3 separate regions of the Mus musculus genome follow, and all the other regions are linked to region 1. A link is a contact called in public HiChIP or PLAC-seq and promoter capture Hi-C data. All regions are on one chromosome and are shown on one strand. Each heading gives the region's core, a stretch centred on a gene start, on an enhancer-like site or on the middle of the called end of the contact. The rest is flanking DNA. Distances are from core to core; before and after follow the strand shown. Region 1 holds the start of Cryz (crystallin, zeta). Region 2 overlaps Slc44a5 (solute carrier family 44, member 5). Region 3 overlaps Lhx8 (LIM homeobox protein 8).

Region 1 (4,247 bases), core at 1,144-3,643:
CCCAAGTTCAGTGCCTTAAATGTTGGCTGATTTTATTTCCTTAACTTAGAATCTTCCAACTTCACTTTTGGAAATGTTGGCATCGATTGTCCTTCATGCCTCTGAAATGAATTCTGGAATGTATGAGCAATTGGGTATGAAATGTCACCAAGCTATAGGCTGGGGCATATATTATCTAATAAAGGCGTCTACTTGGGTATTCTTCAAATGCCTACAAATTGGGAAATACAGTAGAAACATAAAAGACATGGTTCTACAGGGAAAGCTAATCTACCCTGATGGTATAGGTTGTCTAGTCTAGGCTACCTGTGGGGATTGGCTGCAACAATGTAAGCTTTATTGTTACTCATGGTCTCACACTGGACAAGGAGGAGCTTTCTGCCACTTTGGAGCATCTCACACTGTAGTCCAGGTTGGTCTGGAGCTCTGGATAACTCCCCTGCCTCAGCTTTCCTAGTATATGCACCATCATGCCTAGTTTCTTTGGTTTGTTAACTATGCTATGGTTTAAATGGGCTTTTCTATCTATCATATATATGTTGTGAAAACTGTTTATAGTACCTTGTTTTATTTTTATTTTACTTTTTATTTCTAGGACATACACAGTTAAAAATTCCTCCTCTAGACTGATTGAAACTCATTCATTGGTTTAAATGAAAGTTAAATGGGTAGGGGATATGTTAGACGTATGTATATCTTAACATAGAGTTAGTGAGTCAACTCTCAAACTCAAGAGGAAAGACATATTACTAATGAAGTGCAGAGGGCCAAGGTTAGGGCTAGCGGCAAGGAACACTTGTTATCCTCTTGCTGAGGGCTTCATTTGGCTTTCCAGCACCAACTTGGTGACTCAGGCTCGAAACCTATTCTAACTCCAGTCCCAGGAGATCTAATACCCTCTTCTGTCCTTTGAGTGCACCAGGAATACACACGGTGTGGAAAAAAGAGCAAAATAAAATAAAATTGATTTCTAGAGAGAGTTTTAAATGAAGACTAAAAAAGAGGCCTCATAGTTATAAAATGTACTGCCACTGTTCCAGAATGGCTCATGGAAGCTTGTGGCTTACTATTAACTTGGAAACACGAATAAATGATGAAAATTAAAGTATCCAGTCCAAGTCTTCTGGCTATATGATGTTGTCACGGTCTTGCTTTCACACTGATCACTCTGTACCCCTGCAGCATCTCATGGACAGGGCAGGCCCCGCTTCAGTGTGACAGAATGCTGCTTGCTACAAGCTGCATTTCCTAGGGCAGGAGCCAGCGGGGAGTTATGGTGGCTTCAGGGGCTCGAGGTGGACACGAAGTCCACACAGTGGCCTCTGCACTTTCAATCATTAACAGGTCTTTTCTGGTCACAAGACTGAGGCAGGAACTCTGGGAACTGTAAATGCGCAAGATGTAGTTAACAATGTATTAGGTTTTTCTAACTCTGTCCCTCTCTGTGTCCCTCTGTCTCTGACTCTCTCTAGGTCTCTCTTCTTTCTTTTGAAGACTACTGTAGGTGGGTGCCACTATGTCTAAAAATAGGAATAACAACGCCCACTGCATACACACCGGAGGACAGAACACAGACCTCCTCTACCTGCACCTGGGAAGTTGTGAACCCGGAGTTGGGGCGCGAGTGCCTGGGTGGCGGCAGAAATCCCCAGGCATCAGTAGGCAGCTACCCCAGTCGGAACCACCGGCCGCCTGCTGTGCAGTTCTCCAGTGCAGATAGATCTCCTGGAGCCTAGAACTTGAAAGAAAGAAAAAAAAAAAAAAAAAAGCCTCCCGGCAGACAAGAGTAGGACCTTGCTTGCGGTCCTGGGTGACTTACCCTCCTCTAGAGTAGGAAACAAAACCTCCTAAGCTCCAGAAGGTCTGTGGGGAAAGAGGTGGGCTGGCTTTCCCTAACTTCGCTAGGCTCCCCCTCTCGGTTTACGCCTGTACGGTCTGGCGGCGCACGTCTTGCTCCTGGTTGCGCCAATGGGGAACTTTGGTCCTCTCCGGCCACCGTGGCGGCAATATGGCTGCGCCCATGGAGAAGAAGGCGCATTCCAGAGCAGAAAGCCGACCCCAGCTCGCTCGCTCGCTCATGGACCGTAGCGCGGAGTTCGGCCGGTGGAAGGCGCAGAGTCTGAGCAAGGCGGACCTTAGCCGCAAGGGCAGTGTGGACGAGGACGCGGTGGAGGTGGTGGAGCTCCTGAACTCGCGGGAAGAGTTTTTCACCACCAGCTCCTGCGCAGGGCGCATCCTCCTTCTGGACGGGGTGAGGCCCGGGCCGGGGGAGGCTGTGCAATGCTAATGCGTCCTCCGGGTGATGGTGGAGCTAGCTTAAGTGGCGAAGGCTGGGGATTGGATTTACAGAGCGCTGGAGGAGCTCGAGTCTCCAAGTCCCTTCGGTCACGCTCGCCCTCGAGCCGCGCTAACCCAATCACTGTCGCTATGAGATGGGCGCCCGAAGGTTAAGGGGTCGCTGCCCCCTGGTGGCCGGTGTCATTATTACAGCCCTGGGCATTTTAGCTCTAAATGAAACAGTACTGTAGATACATGGTCAAAGCCCCTGGCTGCACGCTCTCATCCTCTTCCTGTCCCACAACACAGGATAACTAGACAACACGTGAAATAGGGTAATTTATTTCCAACATTTCTCATCGTGCCTGGCCCCATATTGCTGGTTAAAAGTCGCTAGGTTCCGCTTGGTTCTTCACGTACTGAAGTCCCAGATTATCGAGGTCTGTTCATGTTTATATTGCTTCCACCACTCCCGTTCTGTTCATGGACACTCTTGCTCACAAGCTAGCTGCCCACACCTCTTCTACAACTGCCCTGCCTGGGTTTATTCAGACGAGTCTCCAAAACACTGTTGTCTCTTCTCCAAGCCATGTTTCACAACACATTCATATGTATATGCATATGAGGGATGCATACACATATATGTATAATATATTTATAAATGTATAAATATATATGTATATACTATGTGTAAAATATCTATAATGAAAACATATTATAATTATGATTATACAAAATATAATCATAATAGAATATGATATATATTTTATATATTTTCATTTTTAAGCAGAATTTACTTTAGAAAATCCAAATTTATATTGTTCTGTAACCTGCAATCCTTTCCTCATTTTAACCAACTGCCAAGATTGAACTATTTTCTTTAGTTACTTGTCTTTGTCTTGTTCCTGTTCTTCATTTAGGAGTGGCAGAGTACTGAGAACCGAACTTAGGGTCTCGATCATGCTCAGCAAACACTCTACCACTGAGTGAAACTTCCAGCCTCCTCCCTACCTTTTGTTTTTTTTTTTTTTTAAACCTTCTAAAACAGGATCTTTCAAAGCTGCATAGACTGATCTTGAACACATTTAATAGACCAAGAACTCCTGGAACCTGTGGTCCTCCTGCCTCAGCTTCTGGAGTAGCTGTCCTATAATGCTTCCCCTATATCTACATAGCTGAGACACGACTCTCCAAGCTCCACTGTTATGCCAGACACAGAAAGAGGTGCAGACAAGCACAGTGCCCACTTAAGAGTGGCTGTCCATTCTGAGTTGTCATAGGATGCTTTCTGAACCTTGTCTAGCTTATGTATCTTATACTTGGTGGCTATTTATTTTTACTCTGCTTTATTAGAAAAGAAGGAAAGTGAAAAAAAAAATCAGGGTGGAGAAAACATAGGTAAGCCAGAGATGTTCCAAGTCGTGGTGTGACATTGTGTACATTTGCTAAGCATAAACCACTCATTTGGCTCGGAGGTTGTTTATAACAGCCAGCCCATGTTCCTAGAGCCTCACTATGAAAACCGGTCGTTCAGGGCCCACGCTTCCCCCACCAGCTCCCAGAGGAGCCTCCAGAGCTTTGTGTGCGTGGTTGTTGTAGAGATGCGGTGGTCTTCATGTGTGTGGTTTTCTGCTCTCCCTTTGCAGACTCTGAGGGAAGGATCTGTATATACCGATTAGAATTTGCAAAGAAGCAGTGTTTAGGTCGCTGTTGGAATGACAGCCTCTCCAGAGCTTTGACACATTGCTCCTCGCTGCTTTGCATATGCAGTCTACTTTAGGGATCTCAAATACATTTCCATAGTGGTGAGGAACATGTCGAAAGGTGTGCCCATCCCAGACGTCAGCAAATGGTCGGCCTTCCGTAGTGTTAGCCACCCTGTTCTACAGGAGGTGCCTTCTCCCTTTTTCACTTTTTTATGGTGAAATACTGCTAACATATAAGTCCTTCATCCTTTTCTTCCAGCAAAC
Region 2 (4,247 bases), core at 572-3,071, 330 kb after region 1:
TTCTAAATCTTCACAAACACTTTTAAAAATAAATAAATAATAATAATAATAATAATAATAATAATAACAATAATACTAATAATGAAACACTTCCAAACAACCAAAACAAAACAAAATAACCCAATATGAATGGTGCCTGAGAAAGAGTGACATGCAAGCTTCCCACACAAATGTGCATGTACACACACATGCACACACACGCGCACACACACACACGGAGAGAGAGAGAAAGAAAGAAAGAGAGCGTGCTCTTAAAGAAATCAAAGTTCAGCCCTTTTATTTGTCTCTTATGGAAATCTTTATTAGAAGAAGCCAAATATACAATAAGTACCAACAAATTTTATTAAATATCAACCATTTTATCTATCAAAGGTATTTAGACCCTATGCTTTCAGTGTTCCTGCATAGCAGAGACACACTAACTACACAACCCACACCACCATGGGCTCAGCAGAGCCCAAACCACCAGGCGTGGCGTGGGGTGGGGGTAGGGGGTGGTGAGCCCACACTGCAAGGCGCCAGTGGGAGCTTTTTGGTATAAAGGTATCTAAAGTGAGTTTTCAACAAACCATCAATAAACAACAGTAGGTATTGTTGATTGACTCTCACTGATCCCCTTCTCGGGTGACTTGCTGAGTTGGTGAACTGAGTCAAGTTCTCCTAAAACTTAGCAATCCTCATAAAATTATTCAAAACTGAATTAAAAACCGTTCCAGTTTCTATTGGCACAATAAAAAACTGACAGGTAAACAGGTTGTTTCGTATAAAAGTTAGTGGAACTGACAATCCATAACAGGATAGAAGAGCCACAGGTAATGGGGCTTTCCAGCCCAGCACACAGCTTCCCCTCAGAGGGAAAGTTGCCCTGTGAAACTCCCACAGGCTTCCCCTTCAGGTATGGGTGAGACACCAGACGTGTGCATGCCGACCCATATTTCAAAGGAACCGCTATAGAAAAGATTATACTTTAAAACTTCTTTTAGTAAAAACAAAGACAAATCCAACACATGTTCGTTCAGGCTGCTTTGCGTGTTGCGTGTTGCGTGTGGCACCCATTTGTGAATATCCACTAGGCACAAGGGGAATTGTTTGTATCACACAGTGTACTCCTTTGATGAGGAGGATATCAAAGGTAGTGTCATGGCTAGTGGAGTCCAGTCAGTGAGCAAGACAAAACAAAACAAAGCCAAACAAAACATCAAAAACAAAACAAAAATAACAAAACAAAAGAAGCATGAGACTTGTCATCACTCAGCATTGCAGGGTTTAAAGTTTAATTTCTTTCAAACGAGGTCTGTCCACTTGCTCACAAGATCCGGGAAGTACTGACCAGCCAGGAAGGCACTGAGAGAATTGAGTGGTAAGGGCTGAAGGACTGACTGGCAGCTCTCACAGGATGCAAAGACCAAAGCGGGTGGTCCGCTTAACCCGTTGACTGTCAAACAGGAGGCGGGGAAGGGCCTTAAAAAACATTTATCTTGCTTTAATTACCAATTTTCCCTACAGAAGTCTTTTAGTTGTCGTCTTTAAAAATACACTAGGAGCTATCAATTTAGATCATGTATCCTTCATGGAGTTACTATTAAAAAGATTATGAATGTATTCAATATTTTTTTCAAAACATCCAAGTCACTCTCTGTAAAAATGATAATAATAATAATAATAATAATAATAATAATAATAAATTACAAAACGAAAGATCTTAGTATAAAAATGTTGCATGTAATTAACAATCCCCTTGTGACTTCTGATGGCTTCACAGGCTACAGTGTGGGGCTTTGGTATAAGATGCAAAAGCAAGCCAGCAAGGCGGGGATACGAACGTCCCCAACCAAAGCACTACGGGAAGGTGTGTTGGACGGATACAGTGTGGGAGGCGACACAGGCAGCAGGATATCCAGCTGGCTCTCCTACTGCTTCTTGATCTTGCCCTGCTCCAGCAAAATGTTCATTAGAGCCGGAGTCACGAAATAGGGTCTTGAAGGAGAGCCTTCGTTTCTTTCTAGGTCTTCCACTAGGAGGGAGGAGGGCAAAGTCAATAGAGCAGCGAAGCGGTGGGAGGAGCAACATCGCCACCTGCTGCCCACCCGCTGCACAGCAACGCCAAACATCGCTCCTTTAGACAGCATCAGCGTTCATTGTAAACAGCTATGAGAAAACAATCAGCCCTTATTATTACATCGATAAGATATCATTTCATTCTGTGTCCCAGGTCAGTTCTGGCGACAGTTCAAGCATTTCCATAGAATGACTTAAGAAATAACATTTACTCCCCATCCAAATTCACTTTCTAAATTACAGCATCTATTTCCAAATTGCCTTTGTTTGGCCAATGGCAATTTAGATTGTAAAGCCTCGGCAAAGAGACCTTTGTGTGTGATCTCAAATCCTTCCATAAACAGTTCTGGAAATATTGCTCTGTGTTTCAAAAAACTTTAATTGCTGTGTAAGAAAAATGGCTTCTAAAATTCTTCTCAAAAACAACATTCATTCTTACTGTATGCATTTTAATTATAGAAGTAACAAACGGAGACTATTTTTCTGAGTGGGAGTATACTATAACACAGCAAACCAGACAGATAATTTCTTATATCTGATCTATAGCCAACTTCACAACTTTTGCATGTATCTGAATCAACTAGAGGGTCTTATCATGGTCCAGAGAGTGGTCCACATCCTAACACAAGCTCGTGAGTTAGGTAGACCCTGCAGCTAGCTACAGGCTCACTATATGTCACCATTGCCATAGATTTTTATTGAGGTCCTTGCATGGCTGTAAATAAAATACTATTAAAATGCAAGAAAAATAGATAAGTGATTGCTTTTCTCTGTTATCAAGGAAAAAGAAAATGACAGGTGACATTTGGGACTAATAATCTCAATAAAGCAAGCCAAGAAGAAGCTAGTGACTCCTGTGGACCAATACTTCGAAAACCTTCTGGAATTACTGGTTCTATGTAGGAAGATGCCATACCACCATTCTAAATCTAGGTTCGCACACTTCAGGGTAAGAAAATTAGCATTTATATCAACTTATAACACAAGGATATATTTCAGACTCTCAAATGCGTGGGCTATATTGATGGCCACACATTGCACTAATAATATATAGACAATCTGACGTGAGTTTAGTGTCAAAACCAAAAGGGCACCGGCTAACCCTGTGCTCTGTGGAGGGCCTCTTTATACTTGGCCCAATTCTACACACAGGGAAAAGCATGCAACGCGTGCGAATCCAATTCCCACTTTTCTGCACCGTGTGAGATTTAGGCATGGCCACAACAAACCAGCTTCCATTCTAAGCCCTGGGGCTGTGGTGATGCAAGAACTCTTGATCTGAAACATGCATAGCCCCAGGAAGCACCAGAAGCGATACCTGATTGATAGGAGGCCACTGCTCTGAACCTGATAGGAGGCCACTGCTCTGAACCTTCATCCGATTTCCTCCCTCACTAAAAGTCGAACTTCGACCTTGTGCCTGGGCGTGCCCATGCAAAGGAGAATCCACGGGCCTTCTGCATGACTGTGTGAGGAAGCTCAGGGGAGGCGAGAGGTGAGGGAGGCAGCCATTTCTGCTCTGTTCAGATATTCTCAGGTGGCCAGAGCTTCACAGTAATGGAGAGGTTATCCCCAAACTCCGACTTCAACCAAGCATGAGTCTCATTTCGATAAAACAGAGATGAGGCTCCAGGCTCGGTCCACCTGCAGCAGGTTTAGTGCTGAGCCCACAGGACCTGCCCTTCTACAGCTTGTCACGGACTAACTCACCCACTTGAAATATGCTTTCTAGGAAACCAGGAACACAAGTTGAATCACAGTTTTAGAAAGTTGTTCACCGGCTTCAACAGTAACTATAACCATAGCAGCATATTTACAAATTCAGTACCATATGCTGGTCAACTACAACTCAATATTTTTTATGGCTAATTGATCACACATTTATAGTGTTGTAAAAAAAACTGCCTGAATACCCTTTACAAACATACACTTATAAAAAAAAAAAAAAGAAAGGCTAGCAAAGTTATAAAAGTTATTAAAACATTGTCGGCTACAGGTGTTTGCACTTGGGACCGCAGTCTGCAAAGTCAATGAGGCCACTATCAAATGCCTGGTCCCTCAGATGGTACCAAGTGCCAGCAGAAATACTGCTCTAAAGCAACATTTTCATATTGCCGTCAACCTAATTCACAAAGCTCCTGTGTGGAGCTTCTCTACTCTATCTCTGGGGACCCGGACGCTTCTTGGTC
Region 3 (4,247 bases), core at 1,149-3,648, 290 kb after region 1:
TTCCTCTCTGTTGCATTTGTCAGTGTCTCTGTCAGGAAGAAACCGTCTTTCCATTCTCTCCTCTCTTTTCACTGGAGTTGGGAACTCCCCACTCCTTGGGTATCATCCTAGCTCACAATATGGTCACTACCTGGCTCTCCTAGTTGCTCCCAAAGGGAAGTTTGGGTTGAAAGCAGCATGGCCTTGGCTTTAAGTTTTTTGTTAAAAACCAACAAACAGCCCGTAATATCATTGTGCCATGCGATCATGCTACTGTTGGAACTGTGTGTGTCCTTTAAGAGACTGCAGTGCTACCCAAGACAAACATGTTTAGATGCCAGCAGAGCATGGGGGTTTTCACCTGTAACCCCAGGGCCCTGGACACTGAGGCAGAGGAGGACCATGAGTGTAATTCAGGGAGAATGCACTCCTAAGGGGAACCTGGGTGTACCCGCACACCCTGATATCCGCACAAAAGACAGGCAACGTCTTCACACAGGGCTCATGTACCTTTCTCACTGAAGGGCAGGGGTAGTGAATGACACAGGGATGGAGCACACCACCATGCCCAAAGATGCTAAAGATGGGGTGGCTAAGGATCACCTGGAAGCTTAGTTGTTCACTCCCTGTAGGAATGAGTCAGCAGTCCTGCTGAGGTGGGAGAGTGACCTCTGCTAGTGTCTGATACCTAGCTATCAGGTGAAACCGATGCCCACCCCCGAGACAGTGACCTTGACATGCTCTTGTGTGTTTAAGCCGCTCTCAGTCACGCTAAGGAACTGATAGCCACATCTCTTTCTGTTTTGTAGCTCACCAACAACTCCTGGACTCCAGCCCTTGTTACCCCATCCAATGACCCAGCTGCCAATAAGTCATACCTAATTCCTTCTTTCAGGGATAGAAATGATTGAGGTTATAAACTTGTCATTTATTATGTATAAAATACCATTGAGAAGATATTAATGTTAATTTTTTATTTAACACTCAAAGCATTTCGAACATCCTCTCGCTGCCCAGGTATGTATCTAGAGTTGGCCTGCAAGACACTTTTATTGATTCTTCATTTTGGTTTTTTTTTGTAAAACTTATGTTTACAAAGAAGAAAACAAGTCAAAACATTTTTTTTTGTATTGTCTGGAGATAGTTGGCTCGAGTGTGTGTCTATTAACTTATTTGTCACCAAAAGAGCACTTTGCCTGAAAGGCAGGACTGATCGTGTGCAAAACGTTTACAATCCTTTGTGAAACTGTAGTTTATCATTAGTTTGTACCTGTAAGTTATTGTTATAAATATTATCTGTATTTTTTGTCATATACAACTTTATACCTTGAAGCTTGTATCTGTGAATTTGCAACTGAAATTTATTTTGCCAGTGTTTTCGGGACAAGCTGAAGGCACGTCCGTTGTAGCATGCCGCGCACACCCACGGGGTGCCTGCACTTGGAGTTCTAGCTGTAAATAACACTCTAGTTTACAAAGCCTACCATCCTAAGTTCATTAAACACTTTGCATCCTTGTGAAAGTTGCTGCCCACTTCTCTTCTGTGTGTATTGTCACCAGTAAATTGCTCTTAATTCTTTTTTTTTTTTTAAAGCTGTTTTCTTTTGAAAACAGGGTTATGGGTACATTTTATTGGGAAACCTATTTGTAGATGACTATTCTTAACAACAAAAACAAGCCCACGTGAAAACATCTCATTTGGCCTCTAATAACTTTCAAACTAGCTCAAATTAATGTGAGCTTAAACACAGAGTGCTCTTCAGAATGACGGTTGGAGCGCCCTGCTCTAAACATGGAATGTAGCTAAATCATATATTTCTTCAGAGTTTTAAAGAAACCAGAAGGATTTGAGTTTGAGTAGAGATTCTAGAACAAGGGCTCTGGGTTTGTTTTGGTTTTGCTTTCCAAGTAACTGCTTTCCCCCCTCCCTCCCAACCCTGAACAAACTTCTCGGTTCTAAATTGTAACCCCAGGACTTTACCCTGTGCGTAGGCAATAGGCGCTTCTCTCTGACTACGAAGGTGCACAGCGCCACGCTGCCACGTAGAGAGAGTGTGACTCTTGGGCTTGCGTGCTTGCTTAGGGAGCAGATGCACATCTGGCTGGGGACTGGAAGTAATAGTGAAGTATTTGTAATTGCAGCCTACTCATCATAAATGCAGCCAGAATGCAGTCACATGGGCACAAGTAACTAGACGGACAGTCTGCCTCGTGCAAGGAGCTGCACGTCCCAGTGGAAGAAAGGAGGAACAATTTTCTTGTTTCAACCTGCTGTTCTGGTTGCAATCCCTTTGACCAAAGTCCAAATAGCAGAACTAAAAGTCACTCTGAGCTGTTGGGAGATTGATGCTGGTCTCCTTGGGTCTCACTACCTGACATAGGCAGGGAAGGGTGGTGATGTCAGCTTTACGTTTCCCAGATGTCTGAGCCAGCTCCCGTGGATCAGCCGAGCTCAGCCCTGGGCAGCTTGAGAGCACCCCCACCCCCACCCCAGCTGTGTGTTATTGGCATCCTCAGCCTGGGAGGGGCTCAGAGGCAAGACTTTTCTCTCCACTGCCCTTTTCCCTGAATTTGTCAGGGTTTTTAAAACTCCCGAAGATAAATCTCAAAGCTGGAGTCAGAGTTCTTCAGCAGAGATTCAAAGCTCTGCGAATGGATGAGGCTTATATTCCCTGCACCAAGCATCATTAACGACAAGAGATGGATACAGAATTGACAGTGTCAGGGGACAGGAGCCTGTGGCTGTGTCTGAACTTTACACAGAAAGTCACCAGAAGGTCAAGTTTGTCTGAGCTGCCATGCCCGGTGTGAACCCGGTGTGAACATCATATACACTGGGTTAGAACTGGAGGCAGTGGAGTAGTTTTGGTGCTGGTGGGAGGGAGGGGCTTTCTGTTGTTGCATGAGAAGGGGCCAGATAACAGCTTTCCTTTCGACATGAAGAGAACAGAGAAGAGTTAAGATATTCATTTTACCAGTAGGTGCAGCAAACAAGGGTTCTAGAAAGATCTCAAACCCTGCTGGTGGAGACCTACAACACCAAGGCAGTTAGAGCATTTTAATACCCTTAAAACCACGAAGCTGGGAGGGTCGGGTGACTTTTGCCTTGGGAATCAAGCTTCCTACTCAAACAGGGAAACTCGACTCGGGGCTCTTAAGCCATGCTTGTTAGTCGGACGAGGTGCCATTAACAACAATAATCTTACATTTCACAAATGCCATTCTTAAAATCCCATATTATTATAAATTATAAGCACACGTAGTTGAGTATTCCATAATAAACACTGTGAGGTAGAATCATAGTTCATACTTTAAAAAAATTGTTATAGGCATTTGAAAGCTGATAGCTGTAGCATTTCTTGGCACACAGTGTATATAATTACTGGAGTAGAATTATGAGATTAGGTGGGGGTCTCGAGATGTTTGCTATGGTGTGAGGGCCTTACCAGTTGGGAAAGAAGCACTTCTGTGTTGTTTGAGGTCTTTTAGATGGCAATATTCTCCTGAATGTATATTAGCTCAGAAAAAGTTCTCAACATGCCGACCGCAGGAGGTAAAGGATCTGAAATTGTACAACTAAAGTTTCAGGGAAACGGATCTGCATCTGAGTCTTAGGCACAGGAGCTGAAACTGAGTTCAGTTGATAGAGTGTCCACTCTGCATGAGGTCCCGGTTCAGTCTTCAGCCCATTAAAACCCAGGTATGATGGCACATGCCTGCGACCCTGTCCCTCCAGAGATGGAGCCTGGAAAAGCAGAATTTCAGTCACCAGTGGCTAAACAGTTGAAGCAAGAAGGTTTGAGTTCAAATGCCTATCTACCATGTAAAAGCTGGGTGTGGCCACACACGTCCTTAACTCTAGCACTGGGAGGGACAAAAGCTTGTGGCTCCTGGGAGCTTGCTGGTCACACATCCCAGCTCAAACAGCAAGTATCAGGTTCAGTAGGAGACACCGTCTCGAACTAAGGTGGGGGCTGGAGAGATGGCTCAGTTAAGAGCACTGGCTGTTCTTCCAAAGGTCCTGAGTTCATTTCCCAGCAACCACATGGTGGCTCACAACCATCTGTAATGGGATCTGATGCCCTCTTCTGGTGTGTCTGAAGACAGTGACAATGTACTCATATGCATAAAATAAATAATTATTTTTAAACAAAAAACTTGAATTAATGAATAAAAAAACCTAAGATGTAGAATAGAAGATACCCCATCATTGCCTACACACACACACACACACACACACACATGCATACATACATACAAATACTAAA

The links. Promoter capture Hi-C pulls out the DNA fragments that hold promoters and counts their contacts. HiChIP or PLAC-seq counts read pairs in DNA pulled down with a chosen protein or histone mark.
Region 2: an H3K4me3 HiChIP or PLAC-seq map of the SCID.adh cell line shows a contact between it and region 1, with 6 times the contacts expected there. The contact joins the enhancer-like site here to the promoter of Cryz in region 1. A contact is called at or near these places in 16 of 39 promoter capture datasets (3T3-L1-derived adipocytes, the C10 cell line, the HPC-7 cell line and 10 more), 1 of 15 datasets of contacts at CTCF or cohesin (embryonic stem cells), 1 of 484 Hi-C or Micro-C datasets (bone marrow-derived macrophages), 19 of 115 datasets of contacts at active chromatin or transcription factors (the SCID.adh cell line, T-cell acute lymphoblastic leukemia, cardiomyocytes and 11 more) and 3 of 9 other capture datasets (adipose tissue, liver and pancreatic islet).
Region 3: a promoter capture Hi-C map of second pharyngeal arch cranial neural crest shows a contact between it and region 1. The contact joins the enhancer-like site here to the promoter of Cryz in region 1. A contact is called at or near these places in 10 of 39 promoter capture datasets (cranial neural crest, embryonic stem cells, frontonasal cranial neural crest and 5 more), 10 of 115 datasets of contacts at active chromatin or transcription factors (T-cell acute lymphoblastic leukemia, craniofacial prominence, embryonic basal ganglia and 4 more) and 1 of 9 other capture datasets (adipose tissue).

What each region holds. Positions count from the first base shown.
Region 1 is chr3:154,594,857-154,599,103 of GRCm38.p6, reverse strand. Cryz (crystallin, zeta) reads right to left here and starts at 2,393. Exons shown (of 9, transcript NM_009968.4): 1 at 1,820-2,393. It overlaps Tyw3 (tRNA-yW synthesizing protein 3 homolog (S. cerevisiae)), which reads left to right and starts at 2,006. Exons shown (of 6, transcript NM_172474.5): 1 at 2,006-2,251. The coding sequence starts at 2,078.
Region 2 is chr3:154,267,750-154,271,996 of GRCm38.p6, reverse strand. It overlaps Slc44a5 (solute carrier family 44, member 5), which reads right to left. Exons shown (of 22, transcript NM_001081263.1): 22 at 275-2,014. The coding sequence ends at 1,911. Among named protein-coding and RNA genes, the nearest start is that of Lhx8, 61 kb to the left of the region's middle. Within about 2 kb of position 1,821, at least 11 of the 459 cell types and tissues checked have an H3K27ac peak or open chromatin away from gene starts, as enhancers often do. A contact at or near this core is called in the SCID.adh cell line, where this site is marked.
Region 3 is chr3:154,303,547-154,307,793 of GRCm38.p6, reverse strand. Lhx8 (LIM homeobox protein 8) reads left to right here. Exons shown (of 9, transcript NM_010713.2): 9 at 789-1,501. The coding sequence ends at 835. Among named protein-coding and RNA genes, the nearest start is that of Lhx8, 25 kb to the left of the region's middle. Within about 2 kb of position 2,398, at least 15 of the 459 cell types and tissues checked have an H3K27ac peak or open chromatin away from gene starts, as enhancers often do. A contact at or near this core is called in second pharyngeal arch cranial neural crest, where this site is marked.